Regions from separate parts of the Mus musculus genome. Here region 2 is linked to region 1. A link is a contact called in public Hi-C data. All regions are on one chromosome and are shown on one strand. The core of a region is the stretch at or near the end of the contact, and the rest is flanking DNA. Distances in the headings are between cores, read along the strand shown.

Region 1 (7,406 bases), core at 3,255-5,754:
TGTTTTTTTTTTTTAAAAAAAAACACAATATGCACAGGAAAAAATGGTCGACATCACAGAGAATTTATTTGGTGAGCTATCGATTCTGGTTCTTTGGCAAGCATGTTTTAAAAGTCTTAGAGAAGTTTGAACTCACCATGAGAATTGGAAATGTTAGCAACATCAAAAACCAACACCTCTACACACACACATAAATATTCAACTGATCTTCAAAGGAAATATGACCTTAGAAATCGCAGTCGGGTAAATTCCAGCTGCACCTCTGCTCAGAAACCTGCTTCTTTGAAAAGGAAGACGATCATATTTGAACGTGGCCCCTTTTCAAACTCTGTCAGGTATAAAGGCGGGAAACGATGACACAAAAGCTTAATTGGGTCTTTAAAAGTTAATCAATCAGCTAACTTGTTTTCAAAATAGCTCAGTTTTTAACGAGCTCAACTTTTTCTCCCTTGTCTGACAATCTAGGAACTTCATATGCAAATCTGATCAAGTCTCCTCCCAGATCCTTCAGTGGCTTCTCTCTGCTTTGACGTTCTTAGGATAAGACTCAGCACACCATCTGGCTTGCGTGGTTTTTCTTGGGTCCTCACCAACTTCCCACTAGCACATCGCTGGATCCTTCATCCGCCAGTGTTCCACTCTCCTCCAGGTTGCCGGACTCACAGAGCCACCTCTTCCCCAAGCTAACCCCCCACTCCTCCCCATACACATATTCAGCTCACACACACACACACACACACACACACACACACACACACACACACCACAAACACATTCACACAGTCTTAGTCTACTTAACTTCCATATGCCCGGAGCCCCAGTCAACTGTCATCAGAGCTGTCTCCCGCCTCTGAGTTCTGATCATGGTTTGTCATCATACATTCATTAGGGTGATGGTTTAATTAATATCCGCCTCCCCCTCTGGGCTACAGGCCCCCCAAGGAGTAGGAAACACACAGCCTTCTAATGGCAGCAGGCTTAGCTCAGTGCCTGGAAGAGGCTTTAGAATAAAAAAGATATGATAGAGGGGTAATGGGAAAGCCATGGAACTAAAATACAACACCAGATGTGGTAGAAACAACGGATTGCTGAGGGATATTTGATATAGCGAGACACATTTTCAGAATACTCTTTTTCTTGTTTGTGTGAAGTTCTTAAAGGATGCTCTCGATTCAAATCAGAAACATTTTCCTGGGACAGACAGAAATGTTTTAGGTCTCGGGGACCATAGCACTTCTGTCAGATAGGGGCAGGCAGAAAATATGACAGGATTTGGAGACCAGAGTATTTTGGTCTTAGCTGCTTAATATCATTGTCATGGCATATTGTAGAAGCTAGATACAGTACAGAAATAAACCTGACCGTGTTCCAGTCAAACCAGGGTTTCTAATGTTCCTTACTGTTGATATCTGAGCCGAGTATTTTCTTTTCTTTGTTTTCCAAAGGATTTATTTATTTTATGTACATGAGTATACTGTCTCTGTCTTCAGACACACTGGAAGAAGACATCAGATCCCATGGTTGTGAGCTACCATGTGGTTGCTGGGAATTCAACTCAAGACATCTGGAAGAGCAGACAGTATGCTTTTAACCACTGAGCCACCTCTCCAGGTACCCCCTTTTAAAGATTTATTCATTTATTATTTATTCATTTTATGTATAAGTTCTCTATCTGCATGTATACCTACATGCCAAAAGAGAGCATCAGATCACATTTTAGATGGTTGTGAGCAACCATGTGTTTGCTGAGAATTGAACTCAGGACCTCTGGAAGAGCCTCAGTACTCTTGACCACTGAGCATTCCAACCTCTTCTCCTCTTCATATTTTCTTGTTTCAGGGCTGTTTTGCATATGGCTTCCGAAGCAGCACCCGCGGACTTGGCCCACTCAATGCCAATAGTGTCCTACCTATTTCATTATTGACAAATGTGTGTCAGAGTGCCCCCAGACATTGCCAAAAGCTCCTTGGAGATAAAGACATGGAAGCTACAACAAAGTGCAAAAACCTTACAAAAGCCAGTCAATTTCAAGCTGGTTTCAACCATGAGCTAGCTGGGTAGATCCTAGCCTGGGAGAAAAGAAAGAATGAGGGAGACACTTAGTGGTGTTCTATGTCTGTGGAAGCTGCTGATTACCTCTGGTCTCTAGCTTCTGTGGGTGGGGCTTCTTTGGCTACTTCCTATGTCTAAAGCAGGCAAACCTTTGGAATGGAACTGGTACAGTTCTTGGGGAACAGCAGGGGCTGATGGTTTTAGATTATGAAATGACCTTCCTTTAGCAAAGGAGGCTTGAGCCATGCATAATCAATCCCTGGCCTCCGCACATCCTTGTAATCCTGCAATTAACCTGCTCTAAGCAAAGTGTGCAGTGTGAAGCATCGCAACAGATGAAATTAGAAAATAAAATAAAAGCAAATTTGGGTGTTTGTTTGTATAGTAAACATTTCAGCATCCACCACGATGAGCGGTCCACCTGGTCGTGAGCGGAGCCTCGAGCTTCCCAAGTATTTTGTCTCTGCCCTGGGCCTCTCTGCCTCCCCAGCCTGAGGAACCCAGGACCTTGAACCGTAGCTGCTTCTTCCCACTTTGCATCATGTTCCCAGTCTGTGCTTTTTACACAGCCTCCGTTTCTTCCAATAAACCTCAGAAACTGCTCTGCGCACTCATTTCACACTTATAAATGTGGATAGAAACCTAGGCGAGGAGCTGTGTGAGACACAAAAGAGACAGATTTCAATTGTGAGGGCTCCTTCCCTTGCCTGACCTCGGGCAGCTGAGGCCTCTACAGTATGTTAAGATCTGGAAGATGCTCTGAATAATAAAATGAAATAAAATAAAATAAAATAAAATAAAATAAAATAAAATAACTTTTCCAGGCTGGGAGACGACCCAGTTGCTAAAGTGCTTGCCCTAAAGGCATAGGGACCAGAGTTCGATTCTCAGAAGCATACACAGTTGGGCAGAGCAGAGGCATCAGACATGAGGAGTCCCTGGGGCTGGCGAGCTCAGCAGTGTTGGGGAATTGGCAAGCTTAGTGGGAGACCCTGCCTCAAAACTAAGGTGGAGACCAATACAACCATGAAAGTGAAGACCAAAAGCTTCCGAGCCAAAGTCTCTCGTGATCGAGAAAGTGGTGCAGAAAGACGTCCACAGTCACAAAAAAGAGAAGGGGTACATGTCACCCACTTTCTGGCAGCCCAAGGCAGGGCCACTCTGGATGTGGTCCAAATGCCCTTGGCAAGAGTATGTCCAGGAAAAACAAACTCGACCACTATGTCGTCATCCAGTTTCCCCTGACTGCCAAGTCAGCCATGTCAGACAAAGACAATGACACACTTTGTTCGTCATAGGTGCCAAGGCCAATAAGCCCCAGGCTGGGAAGAAATTCTATGTTGGAATAACCAGAATCAATCAGGCTGGCGGGGAGAAGAAGGCACAAGTCCGTCTGACTCCTGATTATGGTCCTCTAGCTATTGCCAACAAATCTGGGAGCACTTAAATGGAGTTCCAGCTCCACTGAAATCCAGTTAAATCCCGCGGATAATTCTTTACTTAAAAAAACAAAGGTTTATTTTAATTATGTGGTGTCCACCTGTTTACACAATTGATCACAGGCACTCACAGAGGCCAGAAGAGGGCACTAGATTCCTGGAGCTGGGGTCACAGGTGGTTGATAGCTGGGGATTGAACTTGGGTCCTCTGTATGAGCAGGATGCAATAGTAACCACTGAAGTTTCTTTCCAGCCCCAAAGATAGACTTGTAGTTAGAGGTGCTAGGGATTGAACCCAGGGCCCCATGCACTGAGCTACACTCCAAACAGCTATTGATCTTAACTACACATTATTCACCATGAAAACAAACAAAACAAGACATCAAAGGGAGTAACTGAGGAAGCTACTGGACATTAACCTCTGACCTACACACACACACACACACACACACACACACACGGAATACATATATACATGACCAAACACATATACACATACACAAAATAGTTTTGCTCTGATAAATAAATGAATAAAAGCATCAATGCAGTTTCTCTTGCTTGGCCCTTTCTCCATGTTAATATTAATGCTGTGTTTTACGCTGGGGAGAAGACAGTGCTGTTTGTCCCAGAGCCGGTAACGCTGGTATGGCAAACTTCAACACAGTGTGGAGTACAGCTTTAATTCTCATTCTTCAAAATTCTGCTCCTCAGATTTTTACCAAAGCTAAAGCAGTCATTTTCCCCGCGCAACTGGCCACGTCTGAAGGCTTGGCATTGAACCTTAGGGAAAACAGACTCAGGGGCCGGCTCTGACCGTGAATACAGGAGACTAGTGCCTTGCCAACACACAGGCCAAAAAAAAAAAGGAGAAAAATACAATCCCTTGTGAGGATGTGGGGGAGATGCACACCTTTTACAACAATTTGTATCACTTTTGATTTAATGTGAGAGAAATGGAATTCTCTAGTAGCCACCCCTGACGTATTTGCATGAGATTCTTGCGCCATCCAGTGGATTTCTTGTGAAATTGCATCAATCGCTTGAGCCTTAAATGTCTCTTAACCACCCTGTGTCAGTCACATTCTACTCCTTTTTGCTATTTGTATTCAACATATTGTATCTATTTGTGTAATTTTGAAATAGTCAACAAAAGTACTTATTACAAAAAAAATACAAAGGAAGTGATTTTTAAAACAAAATAAAAATTTAAATTAGTCAATTAGATAAAGCAAGGCAATCTGTATTTAAGTATGTGAATATCCAGATCTGAGTATCCTAGAACATAAAGTTCCTTGACTCTAATGACAGATAAGCTAGAAAAAGGACAGGCATTAATGCACCAGTTGGGATGGTACCATTCAGAGGTGCTGGCCGAGCCGATAGATACATCATAGTGAGAATGCCAGAAGTCAGAGTGCATTTAATCCTAACTGCCAAATGTCACAGCTTAGCAACTGCCTGAGCATTGTCAGTTGTTTTTCCTCACGATGCTGCTGATGCTCTGGCTGACTGGGAGCTGCGGCTGACTGACACTGTCCAACCTGGAGACGGGGTCATGATGCCTGTCACTAGCCAAGGAATTGATCAAAAATTTGAAATGTGAAGCATGCTTTCTGCTGAATTCACATCACTTTTACAATGCTGTAAAGTTCAGCCCTCATACACGAGACATCATAAGTCAAGGACCATCTGTCCTGGTATTGAAGGTACGGCTGGTTTTGCTGCTGTGGGGCACTTGTTGTTGTTGCTGCTGCTGCTGTTGCTGTTATTTTGTTGTTGTCGTCCTTGTTGTTGCTACTGTTGGTGTTGTTGTTGTTGTTGCTGCTGTTGGTGTTATTGTTGTTGCTGCTGCTGTTGGTGTTATTGTTGTTGCTGCTGCTGCTGTTGTTATTTTTGTTGATGTTGCTATTGTTGCTGTTGTTGTTTTTGCTGCTGCTACTGTAGCTGTTGTCTTTATTGTTATGATTAAACATTGGCCAGGCTGCTCAGTGGGTAAAGATGCATGCAGCACAAACCTGCCAATCCTAGTTTGTGCCCTATATTCCATGTAAATAAAGATGGAAAGAGAAAACCAAACTGACCTCACGAAGTCGTCTTCTGACCTCTGCGTGTTCAACACACAATAATAATGATGATGACGACGGTGATGGCCATGATGTTTTAAAAATGAAACAGTAAAAAATATCCGGTAAAGCAAAGAATTGTTTCTAGGTTCGTTGAACACTGACCTTTCGCAAAAAAAGGCATTCATGAACAAAGTTGGTGGGGACAGAACGGGGTCTCCTGAACTGCTCACTGCATCTTAGGATATCTACCAGCCTAGCCACACGAAGCCTAGCCACAGAAGCTAACAGGAAACAAAACATCACAAGTTCCTGAAGATCCCAGAGGACAGAACCTGGCAGATTCCCCGGTGACCTGGACCCTCCTGGGAGCATAAGAGTCTCTTAACCAGATGTTCTCTGTGACCTGAAGCTGTGCTATCTTCGTGTCCTTCTGTGTGGACAATGTGTTATTTTCCTTGGGATACATGAACAAATATGTATTCACTCCACATAGTCCACCAATGCCAGACCAAAGAAATCATTTCATCCAAGTCCAATTTGGTAATAATAATAACTTTATTAGAGTTACCTACAGGATCATGAGAAATTTATGGGCAGCTACTCCACCTAGGAATATCTCCATTCGCCAGAAACTGTTAACCACTTAGGTATTTCAGGTGAAGAGAGTATTCCTATCTCACAGAGTCTAGTGAGCACTTCATGAGGCTTTTGAGTTTCTTTTCCCTTTCACAGGGCAAAGCTAATAGGCCCAATGTGAGGGCTGGTGTGGGTACTCAAAGCTGCTTTGGTTTTAAGACAGTAATGGTTGTGCTGTTTCCAAAGGACAGTGATCCCATCTTGAAATGGCAGACAAGGCATCTCAGAGAACACAAGGGTGGCCAAAAGAAAACGGGGATTCTTGGAGCGTCAGAATGATAGGGTAGCCGGGGTACCAGGTGGAGCTCTGGACAGTGTCTCTTAGATTTTACCGCAGCAACACAAGAGGGCAAAGAATAGTCCTTAAAACCAGGAATGATGACCATGGAGCTGATGGCTTTAGCTCTGGGCTTTGGGTTCTCCAGACTGAGTTGTCCTCAGTTGCTAAAGTATAGAAGTCTTAGGGACTTTTTTTTTTCCTGTAGGTCTTTAAAGCATAAGCCCTGGTTCTTAGTTCTAAACACTGTGTCCAATAAAAAACAAAACCACACCCAACTGAGACAACATGCTATTAAAACTAAGCGTGGTGATCCGAGACCAGATGTTTGCTTGGGCGCTGCAGATAGCTTCCACACTGTGAGCCTAACTCCTGAAAATTGTTTAACAAGGGTGGCTAACCATAGAGAGTTACCCATGAAGAGAATATGGTCTTTGTTAAACAGAGTCAGAAAGGCCGTAAATGTTCATCATCTTCCCCAACTGAATTCTGGGTCCCTACCTCATCCTAGCTGCTATCCTGGAAAAAAATACAAAAAAATGACTGATTCAAGGGAGACTCTGCCCAGTGTACCCCCCAATGGCGACTCCTGTCCACTGTGCCTTTTCTAACTGCCAGGGTACCCTACTCATGATTCCCCTCCATTCCGCATCTTCTGCCTGTGAAGCCTTTGTCCTTGAGCTCGGGTGGGCACACAATGCCAGGCCTTCAAGGCTCTGCCCGTGGTGGTATTCGCCACTGCTAGAGTGCATACTTTCTCCTCTTTAACTTCTGCCATAGCATTGTAGACTCCTGCCCTCTACATCTCTTGCCCTTTGGATTTTTCAGGCCTTTCTTCGCCACTTATCCAAGGCCTTCTCCAAAGCAGACACTCGTGGCCACTCTTCCTACAGCATGAGGTGATATGAGAACATCCAGGATCTTCTAGACTGCAGA
Region 2 (7,406 bases), core at 2,986-5,485, 300 kb before region 1:
ATGTGGGTGCTGGGGATCCAAATTTACGATTTTTGTTTGGAGCGATGCAACTCAATTTAACACATCCAGTATAATGCTCCATGAGAATAGATTCACCCAGTGCTGCTTAGTCTATTTAACACATCCAGTCCAACTCAATGTAACACATCCAGTATAATGCTCCACAGGAATTGGTCCTCCCGTGGTCTGCTTACTGTATTTGTTGTTGCAGTTGCTTTTCGAGGGACTGTGTTGGTGAATGGCTCTTCTCCTTTCTTGAGACCTCTTTATCATTGTTTCTAGTGCATTATTTCCCAAGTTCAGAAGATGACATTTCAGTAGAAATGAGTTTTGTAGGACCACATTGGTCCCTTGACATGCAAGCAGACCCATTCCTAAGTGCCAACAGCCCTTGCCTGGTGGTTGCTGGACTCTCTGAACATTGGAAATGATCATGGATCCTTGTCCACAGGCCTCAGTGGCTGCCCAGCTGTCCTTGAAGGGAAAGGAAAACATGGAGCAGAATTGTGTCACAGATCACTCTGTTACTCCGTATGTTAGCAATTTTATTGTGGTCTCTTTTATTTCCTTTTCAATTTGAGCCTGGGCCGTTTTGTGAAGGAATGTGAATAGAGGCTCAGGGTCAGGAGCTGCCAGGAATGTACTGAGAGCAGTTTTCTGGCTCTCAGAAGGTGGCCCCCAGGCAGCCTGCAAGAGCCCAAGACAGGAGGGATTACCCTGACCACGTTGGGGACCAGGTCATTGCTCTTCGTCTTGTTTAGTGTGCAAATGGAAAAAGGGAGCCCCTTGGTTACTGGGTGGCCAGGTCTCTGGACACACTGACCTCTGCCAGAGGAGACTGAGCAAGGGCTGGGGGTTCAGGGCACTGGTGCCTGTGGCTGTCAATCCTGCTGCCCTGCTGGCCTGTGGACAGGAACATGGGTCCTAGCAAACAGGCAGAGAAGGCACCTTTCGGGAACTTGGCAAAGGCCTCCCTGTTCACTTTGGAATGTTTCTTTCCTTGAAGCCAGTGCTGGATCTTGGGTCTGTGCTGCTGACGTTTTAGAACATGAGAAAGAGCCGCGGCAGGAGCCAAGTATCTGCCAGACTGTGTCGGGAGAGCCTTTATCATTTCTGTCAGATACATCACAACTCGCTTGTCTTACCATACATCTTCCTAAATGTGACAGAATATTCAGCTGTTATTAATTGAATACTCTCTAATTTAACTGCTTAGCGGGAGAAAGAGTGACTGGTTTGTTTCAACACGTAAAACTGGCATCAACCTGTATGTGGCTTTCAGTTCAGTTGCATTGCAGGGACTGGAAGAGTTATTATTGTCTATTCACATGGCATGGCTACCCACGTTTTGCTAGAGTGGCTAAAATTCAGTTTATTGTTCTAAAATAGAGGGTGCTGTGGGAAAGAGAAAGGGAAAGAAGGAGAGATTACAAATGAACACACGTGAGTTTATGGGCTATTGTTATTATTGTTATCATCATCATGATGATTTCAGCCTGTTGTGCTCATATGTCACAACCTTTGAAATAGCTCAACACACCTGGATGGTGACACACTAGGGAGCTCTCTCTCTCTCTCTCGCTCTCTCTTAAGCTTAAAACACTGTACTTGGATATTCTGCCTTTGCCTTTCTAACAATTAAAATACACAGAGCCTCACATTACATCACTGTCCAGCTACCGTGATGTTAAAATGTCAAAGCCATCCCGACGAGACTAAGAGTTTTAGAGATAAGATTTTAAGAGACTAAAGGTGGATTTGGGCATAGGGGATACAGCTTGCCTCTCACCAGATCTTTGGTAAAAGAACAAGAAACTTGTCCATCTACCCTCTTTCTCTCAGCTACCCTAAGAAACATAACTGACTGAAGATCCCTTGTCATCCAATTTACGCGAGCCAGAGATCCTACAGAACTTGGGTGAATTTAAACAATACATTTATGGATACACAATTCTATTCCTTTAAAGATAAAAGGTGCACTCTGCTTCAAACTACATTAACATTTATTATCTTTTTCCTCAACAAAATGGATTTGAAGCATGGTAATAAGTAGAAGCCGGACTGGGCTTGGATAGAACACAGTAAATGAAACAAAACAAAGGGCGGTGTCCCTAACTGCCACAGAGGTCGCAGGGCATGCTTCAGCACTTTGCAGAGATGGATGAGAACTCTAAGGCTGAGGACAGGAAAGAGCATACCTACAGTCCTTTCAATCGCCCATCATGGGACTATTAGCTTGAGCGTTCTGGAAAATATTATTACCCCCAGGGCGCCATGTAACTCCCCGGCTCCTGACAAGCTGCCAACATGGCTTTCTCTGGGCTGCAAAGTTGGAGCTCCTCTGGCAGGCTGCCAGGGTTTTAAGAAGGCTCTGGGGGCCCAAGGTGCCTCCTGGTGCCAGTCAGCATTCATTGAAAAACCCAATTCAGAGGGGAAAAGGCTCCCTTGCTTCATCCATTGCACAGAGGCGAGCTGGCATCTAAGGAGCGTGTATGCTGGCACACTGCCCCTGGTTTTAGGGGCTGGCTTTTGCTGTGGATGGCATGGAGAAGGGGATTATTTGCACTGTGGCTTTTGATGTAAGCCATCATTGTCATATCATATGAATGGCAGTGCACAGGGATGGCTGATCACAAAACCTGGTCTGCTGTCCCTCCGCACGCACATTGTCCTATGAACCCCAAGTCTTTCCTACAAAAGACTTTTCTAGATTTTTTTTCTCCCTTTGTAATCTTATGGAAAATAGCGGCCTGAGATAGAAGCTTAATTTTTCTGTTAAGGAAAAGCTCATTTTAATTTGAGCACCGCAAAACATGTTAAAAATTGTAAGTTTTCTTTCTTTCTTTCTTTCTTTCTTTCTTTCTTTCTTTCTTTCTTTCTTTCTTTCTTTCTTTCTTTCTTTTTTTCTTTTCTGAGAGATAATTTACAGGTTTGTGTCTAGAGAGGCTGTGCACATATGCTCTAACTTGCAGTTTCTTGCTCTCTGCTGCGATTTTTAAAAAGATGCACTTGGCTTCAAGATCTCAAGATAGCCTAATGTCACCTACAGGGTTATGGTAGTGCATGACATCAATTGTATAGTTCAAGATAGGAGTTTATGTAGTGGGAAAATCACTGCTGTAGATTTGACTCACGAGAGGGAAACAGATTGGATAATTCCTGGTGTATTTCTTGGCTCACTAAGTTCAAGGCTTAAGGGGAAATGGAGGACGGAAATGTGGGTAACATACATTATGATTCTGTGTACAAAGATACATCTGCGTTTAGGCTTTTGATATGTAAACCAAAAGGATGCACTGTGGGATTGAGAGAGTTTCTAACACAGTCAACAGCAACGTGAAAGTCATATGATCCAAACGTCAGTGTTTAAATCTGGGTAACGACCGTCTCAGTGAGAATCGAGCTTTGATATTATATGCCAGAACTTATTGATGTGTTCAACTATCTTAGCTCTGCTACACAGTGCCACAGTGCGAAGTGTAGGTAATTTGAAGCTCAGGGTGTAGAGGATTACTTAGCAGTCAAGGCGAACAATTCTTTCTAGGATCCTGTCTAAGATGGCAGAGTCCACTGCCCCCCACGCCCCACGCCCCCCCGAACTAAGAGTTTGGTAGAGGAATATATATAAGATATATTGGTTCAGGAACACAGAACATGGTAGAAGGTATGTACCATGATGTTGATGGGATGGCCAAGACTTTAAAAGGTCAAGTTCACAAAGGATAGAGAAGAAAAGCCAGGAAATGCTGTAATTTTCACACAGTTCTCACGATGGGAAAGTTTTGAAGTAAAAAGCCTTTCGGAAGATAATGTTTGAGCCCCAATATCGAAGCCTGAACTTATTCACTGAAGATTCATATTTTTAATTAACGACTAAAGTTTGACCAAATTAGGAATACTCAAAGGGCTGATCAAAAGAAGATAAACAGCAGCCAGCCACCCCGAAGTCACCTTTGAACTTTGAAAATCTGCTGTTATCTTACCGGCCCTTTTAATCATAGAAACTATATTACCGTTTAGCGTGCTTGGCCAGTGAAGTCAGCATGCCCCACCTGTTGTCGATTGAGTGTTGAGGGGGAGAGAAAGGTTTCGTGAGAGGCGTTTGCCAAGCTCATTGAAGCCTTGTTTTTGTAACCTCTAAGTCATGCTCTTCGTATTCCATAACCCAGCACATTTCCATTAGGGTGACCACACTAGGTTGCGTTGACCCGGGAAGACTTGCTGGGCTTTGTCAAGCACCAGGCTGATTCACGCTGCAACGCAAGGCCATAGTTAGCTTCTCTGTGGGCTGCCCATGGTGAACCTTCCAATCTGATAGGATCCAGTAAATATTCGGAGCTTTTTTTAGTGTTTCTCACTAAAACATTTTTACTGTTGTGATTGAACGCTGTAGGCCATGGCTTTGGAGATAATTAGACTTCAGGGGAGGCAGAACAATGGAAAGTATCTGAATTTTCACTTACAGACGAGTGTTCTCCAAACCTTCCAGTGGTCCCTGAACATCCTTGACCATCTCCAGCTCCTGGTCGCATGGCACTGTACATCTTACAACAGTTTTTCTTGAGTCCTCTGATTTTACCATCTCAAACCTTCATCATTTTCTTCCCTCGACGAGTCTCTGATCTGTGAGTTGGAGCCTTGCGTTCACAAAACGCTGTTGGTTATTTTTACCACTTCGGTGGCCGCTTCAGACAACCGCCGTTTTCCTTGTTCATTATTGCTTAAATATATCAATGCATGGTGTCACAGCTTATGGCTAATAAAACTCCCACTCTGAGCGACTGCAGTGTGGCTTCGTGGGAACTGACATCCTGAGCTGCAGGCGGGCTCTGGACAGGCAGGTTTCCTATGTGACCTGATGCCAGGGATTGATTCTGGCTCTGCCGAGAGAGGAGGCCATAGGAGAGATGATGCAAGGTCCCTGCTTAATTGTCCCTGGCACAGGCTGGGAGGAAGGTGATTGCTGGTGCTAGTGGTTGCATGGAAGCCTGCTTGCTCATACTGCCTGCCTTTTTTCTCTATCGATATACCACAGCCTTGCTGGAACTTCTATACTTGGCCAGTCAAGGGACTATGCATGACAGTCAAGGGAGTTCTAATACATAATTAGACAGTGCCTTCTAAAGTGTGGTAGTAGATTATGTCCCTACCCCTTAATACCAGTAAGCAGGAAGCTTGAAACGAAGATCTTTTGTAGGCAGTCAATCCTATAGGAATATATTAAGTACCTACTGTGTTCTCTGGGCACTGTACCTAGCATACAGTAGGTACTCAGTCAGGGCCAGGCCTAATGCAAGTGAAGAGAAAGTAAAGTTTTAAAGCGGAGCAGCTAAAACCTCTGCTCAGCAGCAGCTAGGATAATGTACACTGGATGTGAAAGCGACGGCAGGCCCAGTCTCTCCATTCTGAGTAATTGACTATATGCATAAAAAAAAAAAACCAACAACAACAACAAAAAAAAAACAACCCATGTGGCTTATAGGCTTTTGTTTAATGTTTTTCATACCACAATACATTAATTTTCATAGAGAGCATCAGTTCAGTGTAACTTGCCGTGTAACTTCACAGGGGAGAGGATGGTGACAGAGGAAACCATTATGCAGGCCACCAGTTATAGCTTGATTTGGCTGAGCCCAAATACCAGAACCATCTAGCAAAAACCACACCTAAGATGGTCCATGCCAAGCCCTGCCTTGATATGTGGCACTGAGACAGGGTTGGTTGGTTGGTTTTGCTTTGTTTTTTTAAGGTGGAGGGAAGAGAGCCACTTTCTCCTTTCTCTGATGTCACCAAGTCTAATGCACAGGAAAATGCCAGGTGCCTTGCTGGTTAGTGTGGACTCCTGGGTGGCTGGTTCGGGAGCTTCGTCTGCTGGCTCCCATTTAGGATCTTTCTCTCTTTCTTTTTTTTTTTCCTTTCTCCTTTTTAAAAGAAAGAAAAGCATAAGGAAAACATTTGCTTTGACATTGAATCCACCCCCACAAGTCACAGTAATTGCAGGGCCCAGAGGAGGGGAAAAAAAAACCTATCGTTCCAATTTGGGGCCAAGCAGCCTTTACAACATTGGATGGGGCGAAGCTAGGCTGCAGCAGGGCTGCCCTGGATCAGGTGGACGGGGAGAGGGCGCAGAGCTTGCGGCCATGAAGGAGTTTTCTCATCAGGAGATTGTGGATAATAAACTGACTTACCTGGGGCTATCTGGGAAGATGACACCAGGCATGACTCTTTGTGTAGCCCTTGGTATCGTAGGGCATTTTGGCCAAAAACGTAAAGAAGGAGTCTGATGCCAGTTTGCACAATAGATAGGACCTCTTTGCCTCCCCGTGGGCCTGGCCAGATCCCCGTTTTGATCAGCAGCCTGAGAATCCCCGTGGAAACAGAGCTCCCAGAGACTCCCACCACCCCGGCTTCCTCCTGCAGGCTCCGCGTGTCTGTGAAAGTTCAAATACTGAGTCAAGTTTATTGTTTCTATCTCGTTTATTTTAAGTATAGTTTTACACTTTATTATGTGCAGTGACATCTTAAATGGAGCCTGTCACTCCATCTTGACTGCTGCTAGGGGCTAGAGCCACTTACCGTGTCACCATTTCAGCAGCCCTGATTAACGGTATCAGAGCGAGCAGCTCCAACTTCGCCCTCCCCAAAAAATAGCACCCCTTATTTACATGAAGCAAAGCACGGAGGAGCAGCATCCAGGATCTGAAGTTGGAGGGCTTCCAAACGAGTGAAGTTTGGGGTGAAATCATATTCTCTTTCTCTCCTTTCCTTTCTTTCCCTCCCTCCTTCTCCCTCCCCTTTCTTCCCTCCCTCCTTTCTTGTCTCCTCTTTCATCTACCCTTCTGCCCTCCCCCCTTTCCTGTGCTCTTCAGATGTGAACTCTGTTCCATGGTCTTTTCTCTCTAACATGTTTTAATGCACTCTCTGGGTTCTCGACAACACCAGTTTGTTTGTAATTTTTCCAGTATCTTTTTTTTTTTTAAAGAAGCGAACCAAACTCAAAGAACTTTCTTTTCTTGCTCTCTCCTTGCTGGTTGCAAGTCAGTGTTTGAGCCCTGTCACCATGTGAGGTAGCCTAGAGTAATTTGAATATTTCATTCTCCCGGCTGCTAATGCAGCCTGTGTTGCAGATGGCGCGGGCTTCATCCTTCTGGGCTTGGTTCAATTATAAATGAAAGTAGGGAGCTGAGATTTTTTTTTGTCTCTGCGTACTTGGGATAATACAATAAAGCTTGCTGGGTAGGAATGTCTCGAATCACTATGGATGCTTCCCAGTTATCTCCCTTCTCAGTTCCTAGGGGCAGCAGTAAAGAGCCAGCACTGTTTCTTGCCAGCACTATTCTTTTCCCTCTCCCTTGAACTAAGGCAGTATCCCTAAAATAAGAGCAAACCTTCCCACCTTAACCGCC

What was found. A called contact is a pair of places that touch in the nucleus more often than the background predicts.
Region 2: a Hi-C map of uterus shows a contact between it and region 1, with 4 times the contacts expected there. The contact joins two enhancer-like sites. A contact is called at or near these places in 2 of 484 Hi-C or Micro-C datasets (both in uterus) and 3 of 115 datasets of contacts at active chromatin or transcription factors (astrocytes, embryonic stem cells and fibro-adipogenic progenitors).

The regions. Positions count from the first base shown.
Region 1 is chr1:167,939,224-167,946,629 of GRCm38.p6, reverse strand. No RefSeq gene overlaps it. Among named protein-coding and RNA genes, the nearest start is that of Lmx1a, 250 kb to the right of the region's middle. Within about 2 kb of position 4,504, at least 21 of the 459 cell types and tissues checked have an H3K27ac peak or open chromatin away from gene starts, as enhancers often do. A contact at or near this core is called in uterus, where this site is marked.
Region 2 is chr1:168,240,755-168,248,160 of GRCm38.p6, reverse strand. All of the region lies in intron 2 of Pbx1 (pre B cell leukemia homeobox 1), which reads left to right. Among named protein-coding and RNA genes, the nearest start is that of Gm51671, 100 kb to the left of the region's middle. Within about 2 kb of position 4,235, at least 19 of the 459 cell types and tissues checked have an H3K27ac peak or open chromatin away from gene starts, as enhancers often do. A contact at or near this core is called in uterus, where this site is marked.